Linked DNA regions of Mus musculus: regions 1, 2, 4, 5 and 6 are each linked to region 3. Evidence: chromatin contacts called from public promoter capture Hi-C data. All regions are on one chromosome and are shown on one strand. Each heading gives the region's core, a stretch centred on a gene start, on an enhancer-like site or on the middle of the called end of the contact. The rest is flanking DNA. Distances are from core to core; before and after follow the strand shown. Region 1 holds the start of Mycl (v-myc avian myelocytomatosis viral oncogene lung carcinoma derived). Region 2 holds the start of Pabpc4 (poly(A) binding protein, cytoplasmic 4). Region 3 holds the start of Exo5 (exonuclease 5). Region 4 overlaps Trit1 (tRNA isopentenyltransferase 1). Region 5 holds the start of Trit1 (tRNA isopentenyltransferase 1). Region 6 holds the start of Mfsd2a (major facilitator superfamily domain containing 2A).

Region 1 (2,847 bases), core at 165-2,664, 2.1 Mb before region 3:
TCAACCTCCCAAGGACAGAAATCCCCTACAGTCCAACCCGAGTATTGTCCTCTCTAAGCGCCAACCCTCACCAAGTCGCCCTGGTCCCCTGGGGCTCCAATCACCATCAGAGGGACGCTGGCTCCCTCCCCACTTCTCCAAACTGTTTACCAACACACCCACGTGCCAGACAGACACAGCTGGGGGCTACACCGACAGCTTCAGTCAGAAAATGGGGAGGTGATGGGAAGGTTTAAGATCTAATGCCTGATTTCAAACAGCGGTAGATAGAGCTCTGGCCACCCAAGGGGTGCCTCCCTCTTAGCTAGCCCCCGGGTGGTCCTTACCAGAATCGCTGGGGCTCTCGGACCCGGAGCAGGCCTGAGTCTTGGGCTCGCCCAGCTGACATTGGGTGGCGGGCGCCGGGTTACTGGCTTCCAGACTAGGAGTGCCGTCCGGGGTAGCGGGCGCTTTGGGCGGGTTCCCCCGGGGCGCGCCTGGGGCCAGCCTGTCGCTCACCACTCTCTCCAGCCGTTCTCGGGCGGAGAAGCCGCTCCACATGCAGTCACGGCGAATGATGGAAGCATAATTCCTGCCCCAGGCTTTCGAATGGCCCCGAGATTCCGCCTCGTCCCCGGCACCCCCTCCAGGCCACGGCTCCCCGGGATTAATCCCAGAGGCTGGGTCCACGGCGCCGGGACCGGAGCCCCAGGGCGGCGACGTGGGGGGCGACGGCACCAGCTCGAATTTCTTCCAGATGTCCTCGCTGGGCGCCGTGGAGCGGTAGAAATCCTCTCCGCAGTCATAGTCGTAGAAATAGTGCTGATACGAGTCGAAGTCCATGTCCGCTCCCTGCGGGAGGGAAGGGGGAGACGAGCTGACTGCGGTGCCCGCCGAGGGAAGAGGCGGCTCCGAGTCCCTCGCTGCAGCTGGCTGCGGGGCTCTGGTCTCTCCCCAGGCCCACCAGCTTGCAGCCCGCGCCCTGGTCCCTGCTCCTGGGAAGCCTGGCCTGGGGTCAGCTCGCTCAGGGCAGCTCGCAACGGGCCGACCAGGCTGAGGGGAGCGAGTTCAAAGCAAACTTTGCCAGCACCGCCCGGAGCTCAGCTCCGGGGGCACAGCAGGGCCGGGCGGGGGCGCGCTGTCTCGAAGGCAGTCTGCAGCCTTGCAGCCCGCCAGTCCCCTGGGGACCCCTGCCCGGGCCACCCGCAGCCTCACCTCGCTCCCGCCGCCCGCCACCTGGAGCGGAGCGGCTCCCCGCCGGCTCGGGGAAGCCCGGCAGCCCGCACACACACACATGCGCGCCACCGAGCGCGCGGCCCCGCACTCACGAGCGCGCCCCCCGTGCGCGCGCCCCCCGCCTCGCTCGCACACGGCAGCCAGGACGCTCCCGGGATCGACGCGGGAGCGCGATCTGCAGGCGCATTGTTTCCCGACTGCTTTATATCTCGTCGCGTGCCCGGGGCTTGGGGACCAGGAGGGGGGGTGGTCCCTAGGAGACAAGCCCCTCCCCCTCCCGCCCCTCTCTCCGCTGGCGACAGGTGGGGCCGGCCCCACCTCCTGGCTGAACTGGTCGTTTCTATTCTATCCCTTGAAGCTCCCTAATAAATTGTACGCTGGGGAGCGCAGAGCAGAAGAGCTGATGCAGCCCCGCAGTCTCCTGGTGGAGGCGTGACTGTTCGAGAGGCTCCCGCGGTCCAAGCGACTTAACTAAAGCGGCGCTCCGCGCCTACTCAGAGCCAAGGACTAGAGCTGCTCCCTGCCCCACCCTGCTAGTCTACTTCCCGGGGCGCGCCCCACCAGGTTCAGGTGCGTCCCACCCATGACAGAGGAGGTGGTGGTGGTGATGGTGGGGCACACACTGCACCTCCACCGCGCCACCTGGTGGCCCTCGGCCCTGAACCCAGGCTTCTTCAACCCATTGCTTCAGTAACCATTAGCCCATTCTTTAGCTCAGTGGCTTAAACCTTGAATAGCAGTGAAGATTCCGAGCTAGAAAGCCTGCAGTATATATAATCCCTCGGAGCCCCAATTTTACTTGTGAAATGAAGGAATGGTAATGACTTCACAGGATCGCCGGGCTGAATTTGTTTACTAAAAAGATAGAGCACCTTAGGAAAGGACATGAGAGAATTCGAACAACAGCAGCTTTATCCCTGGGGAGGGTAGTGAGACCTCTGTCATCCCCCAGGTCATAGCTGACACTTGACCCTTCCTTCACAGCCCTGCCTCCCAGAATTCATCCTCCACACAAAACTCTCCTAACGGCTGTTTTAGAGATAGGAGTGTAGGGGTGTGGAAACTTCATTCAGGCCCCTGTTTTGTGCTTCCTAGCTGTGGGATCAAAGTGTTTGAAGTTTTGCATGACATCCCTGGCCGAGACGATGGAGATATATATATATTTCCTTTGTGTTATCATAAACAGGCTACCTTCTGAGAAAGGAAAAGACTAACTAATTTAGGTCCAAGGAAGGTAACTTAGGATAGCAGCCAATTCATCTAGAATCCTACACCTGGCATCAAGGTCTGGTGTCTGGTTGTCTGCCATCCTTCTCTTCCTCCTACTCTTTTTGTCTAACTACTCAGAACTACAGGCTGTTGCCATCCTAACAGACTGAAGCCAGAAGGATAAACACGTCCCGTTGTTTTGGGCCAGGGAGGTGTGAGATGACCCACGAGTTGGGTGAGAAGACAGGGGGTGTGTGTGACTCTCCATTTTCCATTTGTTGTGTCTAAGGTGTGTGTAGGACATCCTTGAAAGCAGGAATTGGCTCGCTTTGTAGTCCCTGCACCTAGAATGACTTCTGGCAATATTTACGCACTGGCTTCCTGAGTGACCTAGCCAACCAGATTTTATTGAGACGGCCTGTA
Region 2 (2,700 bases), core at 149-2,648, 2.4 Mb before region 3:
TCCCCAAAAGAGAGCCTGGTAGAAACAGCTTGACACTAGCAACTCCCCTCAAGGCAACTGGATGAAACTGCTCTCCTTGCTTTCCACTGCCCTAAAGCCATCCCAAGTCAGTCAGTTCAGGTTAGAGCCCCCAGTTTTGCAACCTACACTTTCAGGTGTCATTTCAATGCACTGAGTGCCAGACCCACTTCTACCTGAGTGGGGCTAGACACACTAGAATACCCAAGTCCCTTTATTCGGATCCCGAATTACACAAATCTCCTTGGGTTCCAACCCCTGCTCTACCCCACCCCCACCCAGTAGCCCAAGGTCATCAGGTTAGCAAGTGGTGGGAGACTGAAGCCAGGGTCATGACCACATGCCTGGCTCATTTTGCTTCCACCCAAGGCTTCTCAGGCAACATGCTGTTATGTTCCCCGGTCCTGGCAGTTTGGCCTCCGCCTTCAGGATTCCCAAGGTCCCCAGGAATCTCCCGAATGTGTGCACACCGCTACTACTCACCGTCAGCTGGCTGCTGGAAGTTGACGTAGGCATAACCCAGAGAGCGCCGGGTGATCATATCGCGACAGACCCGGATGGACAGCACAGGCCCCGCAGGGCTAAACTTTTCATACAGCATGGCTTCGGTGACGTCCGAGTGCAAATCGCCCACGTATAAGGAGGCCATGGGGTAGCTGCTGGCTGCAGCGTTCATCTCCCCACCCCCCACGACCCCGAGCCCCGCCAGGAGGACTTCTAACAAGGCCTACTGCAGGACAAAAGGGGCTCCGAGGAGCTATGGCACGCGCCGCAGCGCACAGGTGGCACCAGCGACGCCGGAGAAGGCTGGAGCAGGGAGGCTCCGAGCCGGGACCCGTGTGCGGGACGACTTGCACGGGACTGCAAAAGCCCCAAGACAAAAGGCTCTCAAAAACAATATGGCCCGCTCCTGGAGTTTGTACTCTCCAGCTGTCCTGGCTTGAGGCTTAAAAAATAAAAATTAAAGTAGGAAATCCCCTCGTAAAGGGGGCAAAAAATTTTCAAGAGGCAATCAGATGCTGCGCTCACGGCCGCCTTGGGAACACGCGTTTCGTGATAAATATAGGCCCCGGACTCCCGGCGGTTTACAGTTACAGCAGCCCAGGAAGGGGGAAACCAAATCTTTGCGGGTGCCGGCGAAGGGCAGTGCGGACACGTGGTGCGGCCAGCCGGGGCGCGGGGCTGCCACGCGGCGCAGAGGCGTGCAGGGGCGGGCCGGGCCGAGGGGGATGGCTCACCACCGGACGGACAGACAGACGCTGACGGACAGGCAGGCCGGAAGCTGTGAAAGTCACTTCCCCACGGGCTCCCAGCACAAGTCGCTGTCTGGTTCTTTTTCTTCTTTTTTTCCCTTTTGCTTTTTTTTTTCCTCTTCTTTTCTTTTCTTTTTTTTTTTTTTAAGGTTTTTGAGGCTTTTGTGTTTTTTTTAAGCTTTTTCTTTTTTCTGCTTCAGGCGTGCTGAGCCCAAACGCAACACTGATGGCTGCGACCCGGGGCGGAGAGAGGCGGCTGGAGCCGCCACCGCTCCATTTATACCCTCCCGCCCCGGGCGCTGCTGGTCGAAGGGCGCCTCGAGACCTGGGCGCAGTCGTGCCCGCCCACTCTGCCCCGGGGGCCCAAGGCGGGGCAGTCACACCAGAGTGACCTGGAGCCGCCCGCAAGGTGTCACAGCGTCCCCTTGCGTTTGGAGGACCAGCAGCACGCACCTGTATGATTCTCTTTCTGCAGTGTATGGATTGAGTCATGTCCTCCCCAAGACCCACACGCAGGTATAATGTTTAAAACATCCATGAAATGCCCAAATCTACACAAAGGGATGCTAAAGTACAGCTACTAGGTGGCCCAATACATGGTTGAGCTGAATACGTAAGACATACGAAAGTTTTAAGAACATATAACCTTGAGGTTGGATTTTGGAGGTCATTAGAAATGGTGGTGGTATCTTAGGTGATGAGACTGTTTTTGAAAAGATGAACAAATCTTGCCAAAGCTTTTATAAAACAAAACGTGACTGTCCGCTCCTGTTTTGTTCTGGTGGCACGCCTACAGCTTAGTTTGTGCAAAAGGAGAAGAGGAGAAGAAAGGTGTATTTGGGCTCATGGTTCTTGTATAAGGGAGCTATCTCTAGTGATGTCCTTACAAGGCATCTCGTGGCGACTCATGGCACAACACAAAGAGAATGCATCTGTGCATGTGAAACAATGTTTTTGTTACTATGTAAACGCTAGTTAAGAGTTTACGCTTAGATGATGAAGGGTAATCATTGACTTTTTACCCAAATGAAGGTTTCACTGACCATTTGAAGATCATGTTATCTCATGAGACTAAATATGTGGAGTTATAGCAGTATTTCCTTACTCCATAAGTGCCAGGGACCATTTTTTTTTCTATCCTTATATTCACTCAAACCAGAAATTAGCAAAAGCTAGACAGATACTCGTCTACTGGTTGAAGCAAACAATTGAGGAAATATAAGTATTTAATCAATCAATTCATTCCAATAAATGGCTAATCAGAGCTCCCCCCCCAGCAGATGCCATGGTTGCCATGGTTACCATGGTATACAAGTAAGAGTCCCTCCTTACCTCTGAGAATAATTTCTGGTGACTATATTAAATAAAGAAGCCTTGCTAGGTGTAGTGACTCACACCTTTAGTCTCAGCACTTGGGAGACCGATCCCC
Region 3 (2,769 bases), core at 198-2,697:
TTGGTTTTGTCATAAAGATGTTATGGTCCCCAAATATCCATTCTTATTACTGGATTCTCTTAGGGCCTAACACTAGGTTCTAGTAGGATTAAGAGACTAGACTCAGCCACTCATCTTCAATATGCCCTTAATGAAAGAAAGGGGATTTATTCGATGAGGTCACTTTGGAAAGAGGAACAAACACAGAGGCCTAATGATTTCCAAGACTGTCTTTGGGGTTCTGACATGTGGTTTAGGTTTAAACAAAGCAAGAGGGATGTACAACTAAGCAGATCAAGGAACAGTCCTGTCCACAGTTGTCTCAGCTTGTGTCTTCTGCAGAGTGGTCTGACAAGCTGTAAGGATCCTATGAAGTCTCTTCCTGGGAGGTAAGTTCTCCTCTGAATGGTGGGTGGCGGGGGGGGGGGGGGGGGTGGGGGGGTGGGGGGGGGGGTTCTACTGCTTCCATACTGCCAAAGGGAGGGGCACAAGTGCTTCTCTTTTATCTTTGCTCCCACTGTGATTGAAGATAGTATTTCATGGGTTTTACTCCACATTTGGAAATTTCCTCTTTTTTTTTTTTTTTTTTTTCCTACGCAAGTTCCTTGTTTGGAATCTGTTCATCCTCCCCCTGATACAATACACTTTATAAAACCCTGATTCTGGTGAACCCCTTAAACTGGTGACTGAATTAACTAAATGAACCTAACAGCTAGGCTTTATCCTTCTGGACTTTAGACTCAAGTCTAGAGTCCCAGCGCTGAGATTTTTGGTGTGGGTCACCATAGATGCTGGGAAGTATTTTTCAAAGGCTCAGAGGTTAAGAGCACTAGCTGCTCTTACAGAGGACCTTAGTTTGTTTCTCTGTGCCCATGTGACTCAACCCTTCTGTAACTCTGAGGCCCTCTTCTGGCTCCCGAGGGCACCAAGAAGATATGAACCACAGACATGCATGCAGGGAAAACATTCATACACATAAAGGAAAAAACAAAACATTTTTTTTAATCTTTAAAAAGAATCTGGGCATAAGGGCACAATGGCTTGTAATTCCAGCACCGAAAAAGCAGAGGCAGGAGTAACCCAAATTGGAGGCCAATAAAAAGGATAAGAAATAAATAAAATAAAATAAGACACTGACAACTGCCAGCGTCTTTGAAGCTTGAGTTCATGATTGTTCACTAAGCTGGGAAAGCTGATGTCAGGTGCTAAGATCCGGATTCGGGCTCCAAGGGTGTCAGAGGCCAGCTGCACTGGGGACAGCGAGACGACCACCATGACCGTCCTCTCACCGGGCGGGCGTAAGAGAACGAGACGGTAACAGCCTGCACTAGGCACTGGTGGATAAGGAAATACAGCGGACTGCAGACGCCCACTCAGCCCCAGTGTCGCGAGAACCAGGGGCCTGGTGGGTGGGGAGGGGTGTGACATGAAAAGGGGCGGGCCTCCAACCGCCGCCGGGAATTCTGGGACAGGGGTGAAGAGCTAAGGGGCTGCCCCTTTCAGGCACGCCCCTCATTCGGGTTTTTGTTCTGTGCATTTTGGGCCCGCGATTGAGTCTTTGCGCTTGGGCACACCAGGGGGACTGGGGCTGGGGGCTGAGTGGAAAGCACACGCCTGCCTGCGTGGAAGGCCTGTAACGAGTCAGGACGCAGAGGATGAAGGCAGCAGCAGGCAGCCGGAAGCCATCAGCAAGGCAGGGCCTCCGACCTCAGGCTGCGGCTGGGAACCTGGAGAGCAGAACTTACCGCCTGGAGACCTTACCCTTGGAGAGGCCAGTGTTAGGAGGATTTATGACACGCAGCTGCCCTAGCAGTGTGACTCAAGTGGAAACACCATAATGTGAAGGAGTGGTCAGGTGAAGAGAACAGAAGTCCACATTCCATCATAGCAAGGTGCCTCCCCATCTCCCCTCGTTTTAATACATGCTCTTCCCTGTGAGGAGGGAAATCAACTAAGGCCCAGGTGAGTACGAGTTGCCTCTCTCCTGAACTTTTCAGAGCAAATAGATACATAGTAGACCCATCAATGCCTTTGGAAGGAAAGCCACATTTATTGTGTGTTAGTTAATATCTGTACTGTTTTAGCTCTGTGGGCATTGAAGGATTAGCTTACCAGTATACATTTTAAAGATGTGCCAGTCTCATCAGAGAATTTTTGAAATGTGCCCAAGATTATTCAAGAAACAAATAGCAGAACCGGGCGTGGTGGTGCACGCCTTTAATCCCAGCACTCAGGAGGCAGAGGCAGGCGGATTTCTGAGTTCGAGGCCAGCCTGGTCTAGAGTGAGTTCCAGGACAGCCAGGGCTACACAGAGAAACCCTGTCTCGAAAAACCAGAAAATAAAGAAAGAAAGAAACAAACAAACAAATAGCATACCAGCAAATTCTACTGGACGTTTCAAGATTAGATTCAAAATCTGTATCTTCAGGATCCCTAGACTCTTGATGCCGATCTGGTATTTTCTGAACATCTATCTCATTTAATTTTTCACCTAATAATTTTCAGCTTTATCTGTTTTAAAACTTTTAAAACATATATTCATATATAAAATATTTAATATGAATATTAGTAGATATTTCTATATCTTTAAGAAGTCAAGGGGGCTGGAGAGATGGCTCAGAGGTTAAGAGCACTGACTGCTCTTTTAGAGGTCCGGAGTTCAAATCCCAGCAACCACATGGTGGCTCACAACCATCTGTAATGAGATCTGATGCCCTCTTCTGGTGTGTCTGAAGACAGCTACAGTGTACTTATATATAATAAATAAATAAATAAATCTTTAAAAATAAA
Region 4 (2,814 bases), core at 278-2,777, 2.1 Mb before region 3:
TCTAATGACCATGGCTCTCTCTTACCTTGCTAAGACTTGTTTACCAAGGACTGGTCAGTAAACCAATGTTTTACTGTTTGAATCTCTGTGAGCACCCTGCTGGGAACTGAACACACATTCTTGTGACTATCAAACAAGTGTTTTACTACTGAGCCACACTCTCAGTCCCACAACTCTGCTTAATATTACTCTATTGAATTCTTAATCAGCACTTTGAGATAAATACTATTACTATCAATTCTATTTTACTGAAGAGTTGGAATACAGAGTGGCAAACTAATTGGCCTTAAGAATTCACAGAGCAGGCAGAGAGCTGGCTCAGCAGTTAAGAGCACTGACTGCTTTTCCAGAGGTCCTGAGTTCAAATCCCAGCAACCACATGGTGGCTCACAACCACCTATAATGGGATCTGATGCCCTCTTCTGGTGTGTCTGAAGACAGCTACAGTGGACTCATAAATAAAATGAACAAATCTTTAAAAAAAAAGAACTAACAAAATTAGGAGACAGTGAGCAAGCATCGTAAGGTAAAACGACGTCTTCAAGACTGGGCCATTCACCACTGGGTGCTCACTGGATGCCTTTCTGGGTGAAACAGTCCCCAGCACAGGGCATCAGGATACTTTAGCAACAAATGCTATCAGGTTAGCTAGCCAGTTGCCACACCCATTTCTCAGGCCTAATGAGAGATCCTACCAGCAGCCAACCATGAGGTCCGACAGGAAACCTCCCTCCCTCTGTCCTTTCAACCTTCTCAGCAGCAGTCTCTCTTTAGTCTGCACATTTCATCCTACCCTACGCTGGTTATCTGAGAACCAGTATTCTCCTTCCCTTCTTTCCTGAATCACTAAGGAAGCACTACATGGGGTCTAAGGCAAGGTGTGGTGGCTGACACAGTAAACTTGGGAGCTCACACTAGTGCTCAGTGTCAGCCACCAGTGGTTCGAAGCACTTGACACATAAAACCCTAGTATTCTCCGTTTTGTCTCAGACAGACTCTGGACCGAAGCATTTACCTGCCTGGTCAGCATGGAGCCAGAGGATGCATGGGTTAGGGAACCTGAGAGGGCCTCCAAGAGGACCACCGCCTTCCTCTGCGTGCTGACGATGAAGGAATTCACTGTGAGAGATTCCTGTTTCTTCAAACACTTGCAAGCTCCTACGTTGTTTAAAAAAGGGGGTGGAGTGGGGAACCCATTAGGAATATTCATTCTCAACTAGAATAAAGAGAAAGACTGTCTCGAAGAAAGCTTCATTTTTCAACTTCATGCATAAATTCCCAAAGCACGAAGCTCCGGCTTTACTCTAATCCCAGAGCTATTCAGAAAGGCACCTAAACTCTGGGTGAGAAATAACACTGTTCTTTTAAAAACACATTCTAGAATTAGTTAAAGGAGTTCAGAAATAACAGGTTTCTTCTGTACAAACAGAAGGAGACTTACTTTCAAGTGAGCAGTACAAGCTTGTTTGGGACACTCTGTACAAGCCAACAAGTCTGGTCTCGCTGGAGTGCCTTTCCCACAGTGCCAAGCATGCTGCACATCCAGCTCGGCCACTTTCTCTTTAGCTATGGCTCGCAGTAATCAAGAACACTGGCTAATCCACTACACTCTCCTGGAACAGAGGCTATCAAAGAGTGAGCCCACACACTCATAATTAAGCTGCTGTCCATGTCTGTGTGCAGTCTGCTGTATTACAGCAGCAGGTAACTGAGCTCCCAAAGCCACAGTCTCACTTGGATGGCTGCAACTTATCAGCTGGAAGGCAACCTTTCCCTTCCTGACCTACTTTTGTTTCCTGAAAACCCAACACTAGAGGGAAACCCCTTTTTGTTCAATAACCATGGTCACTCAAAGAACATCTATAAGAAAAAAAACCTAACAGTACCTCACCTACTTATGGAAAGAAGTCTACAGACTCCACCCAAAAGAGCTATGATAAAAGTTCTCCATCTTTCTGACAGGATAGACCCTAGAGTTCTTGCTTGGAACTTAGTGATTCTTCTTAAGGCACAGTTCTCAAGCAGCATAAAAAATAAAAATATGAACCAGGTGGTGGTGGCGCACGCCTTTAACCCCAGCACTTGAGAGGCAGAGGCAGGTGGATCTGAGTACAAGGCCTGGTTTACAGAATAAGTTCCAGGACAGCCAGAGAAACCCAGTCTCAAAAAACTAAAGAGAAAGAAAGATCTGATCAGGAAAGCAGAGAAAACTAAAGACAGACTCTAAAAATAAATAAATAAATAAATAAATAAATAAATAAATAAATAAATCACAGCATGCAGAACTGTCAATGGAGTGTTCACTACAATGTTCCTGAGCTTAAAAAAAAAAAAAAAGGAAAGGTTTGGATTGAAATAAAATGTGTCGAGTTGGGCATGGAGATAAATGCCAGATTCCAAACACTGCTGATACAGAAAAGAGAAGACTAGGAATTCAGGGCCGCCCTCAGCTAAGGCAGTCAGGACTACATGAGATCTTGACTCAACAACAGGAAAAAAAAAAAAAGTATGCCTAAGTACAAACTGCATTTCCCTAGAACATCCTTCTCACCAGGGTGACAGCACCTTCGTGAGGTGAAGGTCAGAACGTAGCCCTCCAAGGAAACCTCTGTGTGGAAAACCTTTCTCCTTTAATGTAAAGTTTCATTGGAAGAGATCACAGTGGGGTGGGGACACTCTTAAATGGCTCTTCTAAGGTGGAATAATGGAAAAGTATTAAGAAACACTGGTCTTAGCAAATCTTTAGAGAAGAACACTTTCTAAGCCCCGACACCACTGTTACCATAGCAAGTGATGTGTGTAGCTAGCACCCAC
Region 5 (2,772 bases), core at 38-2,537, 2.1 Mb before region 3:
ACAAAGGTATCTTTGTTCATGTAGCAAAAAGTTGGGGGAAAAAAAATCTGGCTGAGATTCAGTTCAAGCTAAACTCTTTATCTCCCTAAGCTGGCACAAAGCAGGCTGCAAACAACTATTTGTTACATTACCTTACCTTTTAGTATAAGCTGATGATCTTATCATGGAAAAATAAATTATGAGGGTAGAAACAATGTCAGGAGCCTTATGAGGTAAAGTGGGGCAAAGAATTAATTACTAATTTTAGGTTACTAACCATGAGTTCTGCGACTGGTTGTATATGTTCGACACCTTTGAACATGCCTAACAGCTGTTGTAATTCTTCTCACATTCACCCAAAATGTCACCTACTCTCTAGCTCAAATGCTCCTACATCCCCGAAAGTCCTCTCGCAAAGAGGACAAAAGGATTAAAAAACAAAAACAAATAAACAAAAAAGCCCTCAGGTTCAGCCAATATTTACCACAATGTCTGACCTTCGAGCTGGCCTCCCTCTCTCCACTGTAACACTCCAATGTCTCACTTATTAAATACTTTAGCCTTGTGATTGTGGGGCAAATGACATTTCCTCCACTTTACAAATATAATATTCAAGTAAAGGGCACTGTTGATCTGAAGTCACGAAGCCAGTGGCTGCCTCTGACTGCTCTAGTGCCCAAGAAGACACTCACAGGTGGCATCTGACTTACCTTGGGCTAGAATTAGAATTATGGCAAAATTTGGGAATAATTAACTTACTGAAATTCACCGGATGTCAACCTTAAACGTTCCACTATCTCTCCTCCATTTATTTGCAATGTGCCACGCACAAGGTCACTTCACCTCCCCAGCCCCCAACATTTTTATCCATAAATGAAACTGTTGGTACTATCTACGAAAGAGTAATGGCCTGAGAAGTTACTTAGCGATCACAGGACACAATGGACACTGTCTGCCATTGGAATGGGTACCTAGCAGGTGTGGGTTCCTTTCATCTGGATCCCCATACGCCTCGAGGTTCACCCACTACAGCCACGCGACAGGGTGTCCCCTAGTCCAGAGGCCCGCACGCGACCTCCAGGGTTCCCAGGCCCCCGGGCCAAGCACGCTGCCATACCTGCATGGAGTCGGCGCTGACGATCTCGCCGCCGAGCCGCTGGCCTAACTGCAGAGCCAGGGTGGACTTGCCAGTCCCAGTAGCCCCGAGAATCACTACAAGTGGCAGTGTTCGCCGCAGGCCTCGGAATCCAGAGCTCACAGGAACTGCTCGTGCAGCAGCCGCAGCCGCCATCTTGAAGGCATCTGAGCATGCGCCGAAGCAGCTGTCCCCATGGCAACAGTCAGTGCGCCGGCGCGGATCTCCGGCTCAGAACGCGGGGAGGGTGGAAAGGAGGAAACTGTGGGACAAAGGTACCAAGCTTAGGAGGCCCATGACGTAACTGCCTTCGACTAGCTGAGATTAGCCCACCGACTTGCTTTCTCAAAGGAGAGATGGCAGCCCATCTAAAATATTTCTGTCTACATTGCGTCCAGGCACCCAATTCTTTTTCCTCATAGCATTAATTCAAGAATAAAACTGTATAACTGGCCTCTGGTTTATTGTCTGAGTTCTACCACAGGCTGTTAATTTCACAAAGACAAGAAGCACATTCTGACTAGTTCATTGCTGAGTCTCCTGTGCCTAGCACAGGCACCCACCAATGATTAAATGGACAGAGAAACGACTTGCCTACCTTAGCGTTGGATTTAATAAGCTCAGAGAGTGTCCGATTCTCAGTCATTCTTCAAAATCAGATCTGTCCAATTCTCAGTCAAGAGCATGGCTCTAATGTTTGAATTCCACACTCATTTAGACACAATCAGAAAGCAGGACAAAGCTCTGCGTTGGCATAAAGCAGTCAAGAGATAGGCTTAAAAGCAAAAGAACAAGCAAGTGAATGACAACCCAAAAATTAGAAGAGGAAGCAGAAGAAAATCAAAGGGTAAAGCAGATACAAGTGAGGGAAAGAAAAATCAGAATCAAGGATGGCCAGACTTCAAGATTCCACACACCACTTTGAGAAATGGCTTTAAGAATCCAGAGAGATGGTTTAACATGTAAAGTTGCTGGCAGCCAGATCTGATGACCTGAGTTCAATCTCCAGGATCCGCATGTGGAAGGAGAGAGCTGATGCTGACCTCTGTACACACACACACACACACACACACACACACACACACACACACACCACACACACTGAAGTTTAAAATTAAGAAAGAATGGTTATGGAACCCGATGAACCTAGATTCAAATTCCAGCTCTCAGACTTATCAGCTGAGAGCTGATTAATTCTCATCAGAATTAATTCCATTAGCAGCATTTTTTTTTCTCTTTGTCTGAAGACTGAACCCAGGCCCCCCCTGGGTGCTGAATATACACTCTAGCACTGAGCTGAGCACACTTCAGACCCTTACTTCACCTCTTAACCTCAGCAATTTTATCTTTCCATTCTTCCAAGGATTGCCATAAGGAAAAGGTGAAATAATGTCTGGAAAGTGCTTGCTTCAAATGCACTGGCACATAACAACCACCATTTGTTAAACAGTTTGTGTTATTATAATTGTACAATCCCATCTGCCTCCCTAAATAAGTAAGAGCAAAAGCCTAAGGGCAGAGAATCTTTCAATAACGTGTAAAGATGCTTAAATACCCCTTCTGCTAACCTCTAGCTAGTTGGGCAGTTTAAGGGGTCTGAGGATGCAGGTTTAGTGGTAGAGCATTTGCTTAGTCAGCATGAGGCTCTGGGTTCAGTC
Region 6 (2,836 bases), core at 259-2,758, 2.0 Mb before region 3:
ACTCACTGTGATTTAGTGGGATATGGGAGTGAAAGAGATAGAGTTCTTATTTTCAAGGAGGGCATAATCTGGCTCGGTTATTCAGATCACTTCTGGAATGCTGCCATTCAAAGGAGTGAAGAATTTAGGGCTGGAAGAGACTGTACAGGACTCCATAGCTTCCCTCCTATAGTATGGAAGAGAGAGAGGGCAGTGTGACAGTGGGGACAACAGGCCTTCTTACAGTCTTCACTATTTCCCTTGGCTTGTTTCTGGACAGTGATGTGCCAGGGCACACAAGGGTGCTGTGGCCATTGTGGAGGAGTCAGATCTCAATAGCTCTTCCCTGCAATCTGAACTAAGAGGAGGGGAAAAAAAAAAAGCTTGACACTGAGAAACACAGGTCCTGTGTGAGCGGTCTCTGAGAGTCTAAGCAGTAACTTCACTGAAGAGGGAGAGCTGGACTTGACCCAGGCTCCTGGGGATCTGTGAAGGCTGGAGTGCCATTAGCAGAGGTGGAAGGAAAGGCAGCAAAGACCGTTCTCTGCTGGCACCTATGCCTGGCCTCTGTTTAGATGATGACGGTCCTCCCTTCTTTCAAGGACCACATTCCTCTGCATGCTCTTTCTCAAAGCTTTTCTTTTCTCTTCTCTCTTTTCTTTTCTTTTCTTTTCTTTTCTTTTCTTTTCTTTTCTTTTCTTTTCTTTTCTTTTCTTTTCTTTTCGACACAGAGGGCTGCTGGCGTCTTGTATCTCCCAGGGCTTCCTGTCTGGGAGCACAGACATAGCTCAGCCTTCTGTAATTTATGCTGAGGGGCAGAGCAGGAGAGTTATGAGTAAAGACTTTGGAACTGGACAAAACCTTTCTGGCCTGTCTGTGTCGCAACAGCTGTTCTTCTTGTGTCCCCCTTTCCTGGGTTGTAAAATGGGGATAATAATAGTACCACCCTCAGATGGCGTTCATAAGCACCCAGTGAGGTCATGTTAAGCCTGTTAGAAAGCTACCCATAAACGGCTGCTGTGGCCATGGCTCCTTCTTAGAACTTGCGAGTTCCCCTGCCTGGAAGCGGTAGCCACTGGACTTGGTAATTTTTCTGTCCCATTGAAAAAGGCCCCTACTTTTCAAAGGGAGGAAGAGGAAATTGTCGATCTTGAGACACGAGGGACATTGATAATGAAAGTTACAGCCCATGGCCTCAGGTTTGGGGGAGGGGAGAAGCCACCTGACTCCGGATTTTAAAAGGAGCTGATGGGGATTCAGAAGTCAAGGGCCACAGGCTCTACTCAGGGAAAACTCACTCTGGGGGACCTCGGACAGGTCACTTTCAGCCTGGGACTTCAGTTTCCTCGGGCGAGTCAGGTGGGTTTCTCAGCTTTGCTTAGGTAGTTAGGAGCACGCGGTGTGGGTTGCCGGCTTTGAGAACGTGGCTGAGCAGCGAGGCTCCGCCAGCCGAGATGGGCAGGCGCGTGCAGGGATTGGCTGGAGGCGCAGGCCCGAACCTTTAAGAGGCGCGGAGGGGACGTGCTAGGGAGTTTTCATCGCCGGCGTTCCTGGTTTGCTAAGTGCTAGCGAACGTAGTAGTGGCTGGGGCTGCGCCTAGGATCGGAGCCACAGGCGAGTGCCGGCCGGCAGAACACAAGAGCATCCCGGCGTCCCGGTCCCACGCGGCGTGGCCCGCGGGTCATGGCCAAAGGAGAAGGCGCCGAGAGCGGTTCCGCGGCGGGGCTGCTCCCCACCAGCATCCTCCAAGCCAGTGAACGGCCGGTCCAGGTGAAGGTGAGGTCCCGAGAGGAGGGCAAGGGGTGGTGGGCCGGCCGGGATGTGGGTATAGGGGCGTCGGAGACTAGGTCTGGCCTTGGGACACTTGGCGGTAACAGGGTACAGCGAAGCTTGAAAAAAGCAAGGAGTGCTCTGGGACCGGGAGTGATGGAGAAAGTCTGAAGCCCCTTTGCACACCCCTACAATGGGTTTGCGCCAAGAGAGGCGCCGGCAACTCTACGCGGCGTGGGGCTCTCCCCAGCGCTCTAGGTTCTACTGTGCTGAGCCACACTAGTTTCTCTCCCTAGACCTGAAGAGACCCCAGAAGTCTGAGAGTCCCTTTGGTTCTCCATCTCTCACCACCCCCCACTCTCGTGCTTTAACTCTGAGGAGGGCCACTCAAGTTCATTCATAAGAACAAGGGCTTTGCTCTTAAAGGAGCCGCATACCGAAAGCGTTTGTGTGACTGAGGGTTCACATGCACAGAGCTCCGCGTGTCTCGACATCCTCTCTCTCCGATCCGTTCTAACTCTTTGGATCTATTTAACCACACCATGAAACCATGCGGCCCCAGGAAAGGAATCTCTCACAATATAGCTAATTGGGAGGTGCTTAACTTTTCCTTTTAATTTTATTAACTGTTCTTGGAAGAAACGAGTAAGCAATTATGCTGTTACCATGTATGAGTAATCTCTACTTTCCCTGGGCAACCTCAGCCTCCCCTAGTGCTCCACCCGGAGAGGGCTGAGCCCTGCACCTGGAGCCCTTTTTACCCCTCTCCAAGGTCCCCTAGGAGCTGGAAAGGGTGCGTGTTAGGCAGATGGATGGTAGGACTGCTCAAGGGTTTGCCTGGAGCTGAAGACTCCCTACAGGGGCCCGGGAACTTTGGGACAGATTGAAAGAACAGCTGAGGATGCAGCGGGCTGGGCGCCCCCCCCCCTTCTGGTGCACTCATCCAGGACGCAGGTGGATCCTAGCTGCTGCGGGGCGTCAGGGAGGGAGCCTGGGCTGGGCTCAGGGAACTTTTGGCAGCAAGAGGATTTTCAGGTTGTGGCAGCTAGTGCCAGGTAGGGACAGGCCCATTGCTACCGCATGCTCT

Evidence for each region. Promoter capture Hi-C pulls out the DNA fragments that hold promoters and counts their contacts.
Region 1: a promoter capture Hi-C map of pre-B cells shows a contact between it and region 3, with 5 times the contacts expected there. The contact joins the promoter of Mycl here to the promoter of Exo5 in region 3. A contact is called at or near these places in 10 of 39 promoter capture datasets (the 3T3-L1 cell line, 3T3-L1-derived adipocytes, cranial neural crest and 6 more) and 7 of 115 datasets of contacts at active chromatin or transcription factors (acute myeloid leukemia, embryonic stem cells, forebrain and 1 more).
Region 2: a contact with region 3 is called in a promoter capture Hi-C map of liver, with 7 times the contacts expected there. The contact joins the promoter of Pabpc4 here to the promoter of Exo5 in region 3. A contact is called at or near these places in 6 of 39 promoter capture datasets (the C10 cell line, cranial neural crest, hippocampal neurons and 3 more).
Region 4: a promoter capture Hi-C map of liver shows a contact between it and region 3, with 3 times the contacts expected there. The contact joins the enhancer-like site here to the promoter of Exo5 in region 3. A contact is called at or near these places in 4 of 39 promoter capture datasets (the 3T3-L1 cell line, cranial neural crest, hippocampal neurons and 1 more) and 1 of 9 other capture datasets (liver).
Region 5: a contact with region 3 is called in a promoter capture Hi-C map of pre-B cells. The contact joins the promoter of Trit1 here to the promoter of Exo5 in region 3. A contact is called at or near these places in 11 of 39 promoter capture datasets (3T3-L1-derived adipocytes, the HPC-7 cell line, cranial neural crest and 7 more), 2 of 484 Hi-C or Micro-C datasets (B cells and cranial neural crest) and 3 of 115 datasets of contacts at active chromatin or transcription factors (all in embryonic stem cells).
Region 6: a contact with region 3 is called in a promoter capture Hi-C map of stem cell-derived epiblast-like cells, with 8 times the contacts expected there. The contact joins the promoter of Mfsd2a here to the promoter of Exo5 in region 3. A contact is called at or near these places in 10 of 39 promoter capture datasets (the HPC-7 cell line, cranial neural crest, embryonic stem cells and 6 more), 1 of 15 datasets of contacts at CTCF or cohesin (large pre-B cells), 1 of 484 Hi-C or Micro-C datasets (B cells), 3 of 115 datasets of contacts at active chromatin or transcription factors (astrocytes, embryonic stem cells and large pre-B cells) and 2 of 9 other capture datasets (embryonic stem cells and liver).

Annotation. Positions count from the first base shown.
Region 1 is chr4:122,994,498-122,997,344 of GRCm38.p6, reverse strand. Mycl (v-myc avian myelocytomatosis viral oncogene lung carcinoma derived) reads right to left here and starts at 1,414. Exons shown (of 3, transcript NM_001303121.1): 1 at 1,195-1,414; 2 at 327-831. The coding sequence starts at 1,275.
Region 2 is chr4:123,281,609-123,284,308 of GRCm38.p6, reverse strand. It overlaps Pabpc4 (poly(A) binding protein, cytoplasmic 4), which reads right to left and starts at 1,398. Exons shown (of 15, transcript NM_130881.3): 1 at 502-1,398. The coding sequence starts at 694.
Region 3 is chr4:120,923,683-120,926,451 of GRCm38.p6, reverse strand. It overlaps Exo5 (exonuclease 5), which reads left to right and starts at 1,447. Exons shown (of 2, transcript NM_028457.2): 1 at 1,447-1,941.
Region 4 is chr4:123,045,219-123,048,032 of GRCm38.p6, reverse strand. It overlaps Trit1 (tRNA isopentenyltransferase 1), which reads right to left. Exons shown (of 11, transcript NM_025873.3): 5 at 1,016-1,158. Among named protein-coding and RNA genes, the nearest start is that of Trit1, 30 kb to the right of the region's middle. Within about 2 kb of position 1,527, at least 43 of the 459 cell types and tissues checked have an H3K27ac peak or open chromatin away from gene starts, as enhancers often do. A contact at or near this core is called in liver, where this site is marked.
Region 5 is chr4:123,015,108-123,017,879 of GRCm38.p6, reverse strand. Trit1 (tRNA isopentenyltransferase 1) reads right to left here and starts at 1,287. Exons shown (of 11, transcript NM_025873.3): 1 at 1,097-1,287. The coding sequence starts at 1,270.
Region 6 is chr4:122,959,860-122,962,695 of GRCm38.p6, reverse strand. It overlaps Mfsd2a (major facilitator superfamily domain containing 2A), which reads left to right and starts at 1,508. Exons shown (of 14, transcript NM_029662.2): 1 at 1,508-1,755. The coding sequence starts at 1,663.